2 separate regions of the Mus musculus genome follow, and region 2 is linked to region 1. A link is a contact called in public ChIA-PET data. All regions are on one chromosome and are shown on one strand. Each heading gives the region's core, a stretch centred on a gene start, on an enhancer-like site or on the middle of the called end of the contact. The rest is flanking DNA. Distances are from core to core; before and after follow the strand shown. Region 1 holds the start of Entpd1 (ectonucleoside triphosphate diphosphohydrolase 1). Region 2 holds the start of Dntt (deoxynucleotidyltransferase, terminal).

Region 1 (3,798 bases), core at 877-3,376:
TTTTTTGGTCCAGAAATAAAATTGAAATTTAAAGCAATTTTCAGACCTTTAAACAGGCTCTTGTATCCTTGCCACCTCTTATGTAAACTATTGTCATGTGACTGGGAGATAAGACGTGCTCAACTATAATGCTTTTCTGATACCAAGGAGCTGTGCATACAGAGCAATAGGATTAAACAGCACACAGCACTCCACCATCAGAACCATTAACTCCTGTCAGGAGATTTGTGTAGGATGAGTTAGTTTGTTATGAAAGGCTGCTTCTATTACTATGTATTCAATTCAGATGACCTTCAGTTTTTAAAAACAAATTATGTGTGGGAGGGTGGGAGAAGGGTATGTGTATTTGGGGAGCATGTATCGAGGTCACAGGACAGCTGGTGGGAGTCTGTCCTCTCCTTCCATCTACCAAGGATTCTGAAGATTGGATTCAGGCTACCAGGCTCCACAAGCACTGAGCCATCTCTCCAGGCCTGAACTTCATATTTTTTATAGAGCACACATGCAGTCACAAAGCCACAAAGATTGCTGATATTTGCAAATATCTCATTATGTCACTTAAAACAATGTTATTATCATAGGACAATATCAAACCAATATTCATGATTAGAAATGCAGTTTAAACTGGTTCTAGAGAAGGCATTTATTAGAGTTTTCATTTAGTGTGATTAATTATTCTTCTAAATGCAAACTCCTATAGTTATGCACCATTAAGTAAGATACAGAAAGTCTTGCTATATAGTTCTGATTTATCAAAGTATCCAGAATTCACTGAGCACGTTCTGTGTGGCAGGCACTGCATTGTGCAAGGGAGCAGACATCTAAACTGAAAACTGAGCCCCGCCCCTTTACAAATACACGAAAGTGTAGCAGAGAACACATTTCCTTCAAAGCAACCTTAAGTGGTCACTAAATAAATGATTTGGGGAAGAACTATGTCTAACGGTAAAATTAGCTCCAGACACGAATTCTCTGCTATAAAGGAAATACAGAAAAACAAACAAACAAATAACGACAAAACCTCCATGAACTAGGAATCAGAAGGCTGGATCTATAGTCGGGCAATGTGGCTGGCTGTTCATTCATGAACTCACTTGGGGTTTACTGAGTACTGTGTGTGAGCACTGTGGAAGAATCTGTCGTTGGAAGTGAGGTGGTAAACAGGAGGGGTCGTCTCCATGCCTTGTAGCATGCAAATAGGGGCAGGTGGCTTCGTTTTTCTTGCTGTCATCTTGGGTTGATGGGACTCCGCAGGTCTCTTTCAAACCTCACAACTAAGATTACAAGCAGCTTTTTAAGGAGAAGCTGTCCAAGTGGCTTTGGGATCTGAGGACTTACACCGTCCTCCCTGAGGGCCAGCCCACACTTCAGACCTCTTCATTTCAAAACAAGTTCACACTTCACCTGCATTTGGGTCACCTTACGGAAGCCTGGGCGTGGCTACCCCTGTACCTAGGGCTTTGGAGGTAGGAAGTCAAAGCTGGAGAAAAGTGGATGACGTTTGTCATTTCACAGCTGGCAAGAGGTACCCAGTGAGCAATTTGCTCAGTGGTCCCATAAGGCTTTCCGGACAACTGTGTGGCTTTGCCTGCAGCTTCCCCCAGTGCCTGCATTCTTCTCCAATGAGACTGAGGAGTGATTGCTCATCAGGGACTGGGAAGGGGTCAGCTCTATGTGGTAGGAAGAGCAGCTCTTCCTCTCACAGGTGTTGAGTCTCAAGGCTACCAACATTATAGTTGCAAGGCTTGGAGCTTTTTCCTCTTTTTTCTTTCTCTTTTCTTTTCTTTTCTTCTTTTTTTTTTTTTTTTTTTTTTTTGGTAGTAGTAGAAATGTCTTTTTCAAGGGATAAAAGTAGATTTTCTGTAACAGAGGGGGTGAGAGATCTATAACGGAGGAAAAGAGGAAGGAAGGGGAAGGAGAGAGTGAGTTTTGAACACATACTACGTCAAGCCTAGAAAAAAGAAATTACAACCCGGTGAGCTTTCGAGTAACTAGGGGAAATGAGCTGGCCGGCTCCTCTCCCAATCTGTATTTCTAGTCAATGAAAAAGACATCGGGCTTGAGGTTCCTTCCGAAACCGGGCTGGCTAATTTAGCCCCTCCCACAAGCCCTAGGGTCTGTTATATCTCTGAACCGTGAGTACCTCTCTCGCAGAAAGCCACCACAGCAAGCAGAGACAGCAAAAACAAAAAACACCCAAGACAGACGAGGGAAGAGGAAGGAAACAAAAAGCTGCCCCTTATGGAAGATATAAAGGGTAAGACCAGAACTGATTTGATCCAAACCCTTCAGGGGGAAAAAAAAAGCCCAGACCCAAAGAGAGTACTTGAAAGAACCAAAGGCAAAGAGCCTGAATGAACTCTCCCTGTCTCCTGAGCGAGGCAGAAAAAGCTTTGGGAAACAGACAGAGCTCAGGGTTGTAGTGCCCTGGAGTAGGCTGAAGTCGATGAATATTCATAATTAATTGGTATGCAGATGTGGTTTTTTTAAGCGGCAAGTGACTGTTTTTCCAGTCCTCTGTACCTAAAGAGGCAGCTGCTTCATCTACGGTCTGGAGTCATCTAGTGTCGGTTTGGGTCCCTGGCTTGCAGATGTTGGGTTCTGCGTGTAGATTTGTTTTGTTCGAATTTCCTGCTGGGACATTAGCAAAGACTCTCGCTCCTTCTCTGCTGGGAGTTGGACAGGCAAGTTAATGTGGCAAGAGGCTGTCACAACAGGACCCCAGAGTGCGTGTTGTAAAAATGCTGTAAGCTGTGTGGGGGAGTGTGCTTGTCCCTGAGAGGGAGAAAGGGGTGGAGGGAAGAAAGGAAGAGTTCTCTTAAAAGAGCAGGTCAGATCGAACTGACCATGTTAGATTTTTGCCTACGAAACTGCAAGGGCAGACTGGTTTGCACAAATGGTGTGCAGTCTCTGCCTTTTACCTCTTTTGGGCATTTTCTGCCAGGACCGAGAGCTAGCTGCTTGCCAGTCCTTGGGAGCCAGGAACAAAGGGGGAATGTAGGGTCGCGAACCTACTTCATCGCACCGCCAGCTTCTCACAGGCTCACAGATTTCTATCACGTAGGATGCAGAGGGACTAGAGAACTAGCAAACAGATTTCTTCCCACGTAGAGCAGACCAAAGCTGTGTGGGCTTCCTAAGGTTTTATTTACTGTGTGCTGGGACCTGTGCTCCTTTCCCCATACGTGCCGCTCAGCTTCCCTCTCATCAGCCATATAAGGTAAGTGTTGTCCCTATCACCTCCACTTCCTGGAGGATTCAGTGCTGGAACTAAGAGCAGAACTCACCTTGGGATCCTGTAATTAGGAAGTGGCAACTGTAGACGCAGGCAAGGCTACTTAGGAAGACGGAAGCTTGGACCACTGGATGCTAGACTTGTGGGTCTCTGAAGCTCGTGGGGAGGAGATGAAATCTAGTCTATGCAGGAACTTGTATTTTTTCGTGAAGTCTACACCACCAATCTCAGTTGGTGTTAATGGTCATTCCTTCTGGGAGAGAGGCAGACATTGTTATTCTGTATGGTCTTTTACGAAAGAGAGGGTCTGAGGCTTGGAGGGGTTAGAGCCTATGAATCAAACGTCTGTCTAGGTGTCAAAAAGTCTTACATCTAACTAGAGTTCTTCTACTTCTGGTTTCTCTTCTGAACATGTGTCCCCACCCCCCAGCTAGTACTCACCAAGCTACTTTCAGTTCCCCAGGGACCTGGTCTTTCCTCCTGCTCAGTCAGCAGCAAGGCACTTTCCTCCATCTTGGAGGCCTAGCTCACCTTTTTTTCTTCTTTATCCTGGAGTCAGCCCA
Region 2 (3,786 bases), core at 953-3,452, 370 kb after region 1:
AGTCTCAGAGAGCTGCACAAAAGGCCCCTCCAGATGATTAAGTTCCTTCTGCTACATGTCCGTGAACACCGTCAAGGTCTCTACCACACAGGGAGCCCACTCTGCACTTTTGACAGGTGTAGATACTTGCAGAGAGCCAAAGTCTGTTCACTACAGCTCTCTGTCATTCTTGCATGAAACAGCCTTGTGGATGCCCGATGGCAGCTGTCATAGCACCCTCCTTTGGCAGTGCTGAGGTGCTCATGCGTTCATACGCTCTTGAAGGCAGTAAAAGTCCCAAATGCTGTGGTGGAATACATGAGAAGGGTCCATATTTATTACTGGGTAAGGAGGCATGACAGAAGGAGGCTGTTTGGTATGTGTATGTGTGTAAATACATGTGTGTGTGTGTACACATATATATTTGTTTTTGCTTTTTGTTTTTTGTTTTTTTTTTTTTTTTTTTTTTTTTTGTTTTTTTTTTTGAGGCAGGGTTTCTCTGTGTAGCCCTGGCTGCCCTGGAACTGACTCTATAGACCAGGCTGACCTTGAACTCACAGAGATCTTCCTACCTCTGCCTCCTAAGTGCTGGGATTAAAGGCATTGTACTACCAGTCTGGTTAAGAGCATACATTTTTAATTTTGATTTTTTAGTTTATGTGTGCATGTGTGTGTGCACGTGCGCGCACACACACCCACACACCCACACACATACGCGCCCTGGTACTTCTATGGAGATCAAAAGACAACTTGTGTGAATCAGTTTCACGTTCCACTGTGCTAGCTGCTGTGGTGAAACACAAAGTTTCGAGGATGGGCAGCAAGCTCCTTTACTCACTGAGCCATCTCACCGGCCCCAAGAGTATATACATTTTGGAGTCAGACAAACCTGACTCCGAGTCCTGACTCAGCCATTTCTTAGTGGTGGCTACTGATTTGTTCTGTGACTTTGAGCAAGTTGCTTGCGGGGCTGAGGATCTTCTCTGCTGCATCTCGCTGCCTGTATGGTACTTTGTGGGCACTGACAACCCCCCCCCCCCGTATTATATGGGTATCTAGCTGGCAGTATGGTCTTATAAGAATTCAGTCAGCAAAGGTTTTGAGGTCTTGCCTAGGTCCTGTAGTAGGTGTTCCAGAAGTGAGACCTACTAAGTAATATTAACTAAAGATGAAATTTTCATTTTGCACAGGGCTGTGAAAATGTCCCTAACTCCATGCCCATGACTCTTCTCCAAAACTCATCTCGTCTCAGAGACCTATGTTAGTTATGTAGCGACCACTCTCTGGAAACTTAGTGCACTGAAAAAATAGAAACCAAAAACAAACTAAGTTGCATCACGGTTGAAGTCTGAAGAACTGCATTCATGATCTCATTTGCCCCATACTCTGTGATCTGCAGTGTCTGAACCTTAGCTTTCTATAAAATGTGCTCACACACGGGAGCCTGTGGTCCTGTGCCCACTGCAAAACGATAGTAACTAAAGCAGCAGAGTAGACAGAGCCAGGAAAATCACAGTTATGGGCTTGTTGGGAAAAAAGTGACCATGGGGCCAGGAGAGATAGCTCAGTGGTTAGGAGCACTAACTGCTCTTCCAGCAGGCCAGAGTTCAAGTCTCAGCAACCATGTGGCAGCTTACAACTGTCTGCAATTCCAGTTCCAGGGAATCTGACACCTTCCAACACCAATGCACATAAAATAAAAAAAAATTAAAAAAAAAAAAGCAACCAGCAGAGTGAGAAATTCAGGTGGCATTCACGTGAAATCACAACAGCTGTATGTAACACATCTGTGCCAATTACAGACATCCAGTGTACCATAACGTAGGTCCGAGAGAAAGAATAGAAGTGAGCTAGAGTAAAGCAGGAATCAATGAATAAAGTCAGCAGGAGCAGTTAGATGACTAAGTGGTGATGATAGAAGCTTGCTACCAAGACTGACAACCCACGTTTGATTCCTGGGACCTACAACGGTGGAGGGGGAAAGATGCCTCTGACTGCCACACTGATGTCATGGCATGCACACACATGCCCCCTTGCGCAGTAAGCAAATGTAATACATTTTTTAAAAAATGGCTTTTAAAATGCAACCTAAAGGGTTTGAACATGTCTAAAGATAAATAACAGTACTCAACCAGTGGCGAGGTCCCCCTTTCTTCATAAGTTTATTCTGAGGTACTGCAGAGATCAAGTGTATGAAAACCCAAGTTCACTGTTCTTTCTGTCAAGAGCTCCATTTTGGGAGAAAGGACCTGATCAGAGTGAGACATTCCTTCAGCAGGAAGTTGTCACCAGGGTGGTACCTATGGGTTTGCTGGTGAGAGGACATCAGAGCCCTCATTCTGGAGACACCACCTGATGGTACAGACAGAGCTAGACTGTCTGCTTCCATGGATCCACTGCAAGCAGTCCACCTGGGTCCTCGGAAGAAAAGACCCAGGCAGCTGGGCACCCCAGTGGCTTCCACGCCTTATGACATCCGATTTCGAGACTTGGTCCTCTTCATTTTGGAAAAGAAGATGGGAACAACTCGAAGAGCCTTCCTCATGGAGCTGGCCCGAAGGAAAGGGTTCAGGGTGGAAAATGAGCTCAGGTAGGACAGCCCTGGTCACTTTGCAAGCATGCAGGAGCCCTGAGGACGTCCCCAAGGGACCCAAGGGGCCAGTTGGCTAAGGGAGATGAGTGGGGACTAAATGAGATTATATAGAAACTAATTGGTACCAAAAAATAATATTTTTAAAAAAAAATATGGCTTCCCATGACTGACTCTGAGATTAAGTATCCAGGAGTGATAACCAGAAAACTAGTCAGAGAACCACATAGAAACCACTCGATTCCATTCTGTACCAAACTGAACCAACACCATTGGGTTCAATTTTTTACATTGCTACTTTGGAGCAGGGAGGGTGTTCTGATTGTCTGGCTCTGACTTATACACACCTGCTCTGCTAAGGGTCTATGGTGGGCTAGGCTGAGGTGAGTCACCACAGGTACCTTACTGGCCTTGGTGATGGTTTTCCAAAGGGTGGTCCAAGTGGGCTTCAGGAAGAGATGCTGGTTAAAGATGTTTGTCTAGGGGTGACAGATGGCACCCCAGTGTGCTATGATCAGAGTCTAGGCAGGGAGGTGATTGAAGCTACCATCTGCACTCGTTCAGTAAGCACCAATTATCATTGTTTTGCTGACTATTGTGTACGTTCACTCTCTTGACCCAATGAAAAGAATCAAAGCGATTCAGAAAGTCCCAGTAAAAGGCCCTGGTGTGCCTGACGGCTGCAGACAGAAGTGTTGGGGTTACAGTGGGAGTGGGGGGGCACTCAGTTCACTGCCTTCAGCCATGCAAGTTGGGAGGGGTGCTGAACATACCGTGTCAGAGATGATCTGACTTTTACACTTGGGATTTTGGAAAGTCTTTGAATTTAAAAGAAAATTGCCAAACGTTTCTTGCTGATGAAATGCTGGCTTTGGAGACATTGAGGAGACACATTTCCAAGGTCAGTACTCAGGAATTTCACACTCCACATGCCCAGCTGAGGGGATCTTTTTAGATTTTTTGCTAAAATGTCCCCAATCAAAAATTCCTGAGGTTCTGGGCTTCTCTCTTTTCTGAGTCTTTGTCACATGGTCTCCTATTTTTTGTTTTAAGTCATCACAGCCACTCTCAACTTCATTCCTTGATGTTCTTTTCACACAATCCAATATTTCAACTCGTTTTTGAGTATAACTAATCTGTTAGCCTTATGTACAGTGTTAGCTTTAAAAGAGAAAGAGATTAGATAGGTAAAGGGGGAGGGATAAAACAGAAAAAAC

What was found. ChIA-PET counts read pairs in DNA pulled down with a chosen protein or histone mark.
Region 2: a contact with region 1 is called in an RNA polymerase II ChIA-PET map of memory CD8 T cells, with 11 read pairs. The contact joins the promoter of Dntt here to the promoter of Entpd1 in region 1. A contact is called at or near these places in 1 of 484 Hi-C or Micro-C datasets (LSK cells), 2 of 115 datasets of contacts at active chromatin or transcription factors (bone marrow-derived macrophages and memory CD8 T cells) and 1 of 9 other capture datasets (embryonic stem cells).

Annotation. Positions count from the first base shown.
Region 1 is chr19:40,657,644-40,661,441 of GRCm38.p6, forward strand. Entpd1 (ectonucleoside triphosphate diphosphohydrolase 1) reads left to right here and starts at 2,127. Exons shown (of 10, transcript NM_009848.4): 1 at 2,127-2,257. The coding sequence starts at 2,242.
Region 2 is chr19:41,027,073-41,030,858 of GRCm38.p6, forward strand. It overlaps Dntt (deoxynucleotidyltransferase, terminal), which reads left to right and starts at 2,203. Exons shown (of 11, transcript NM_001043228.1): 1 at 2,203-2,569. The coding sequence starts at 2,367.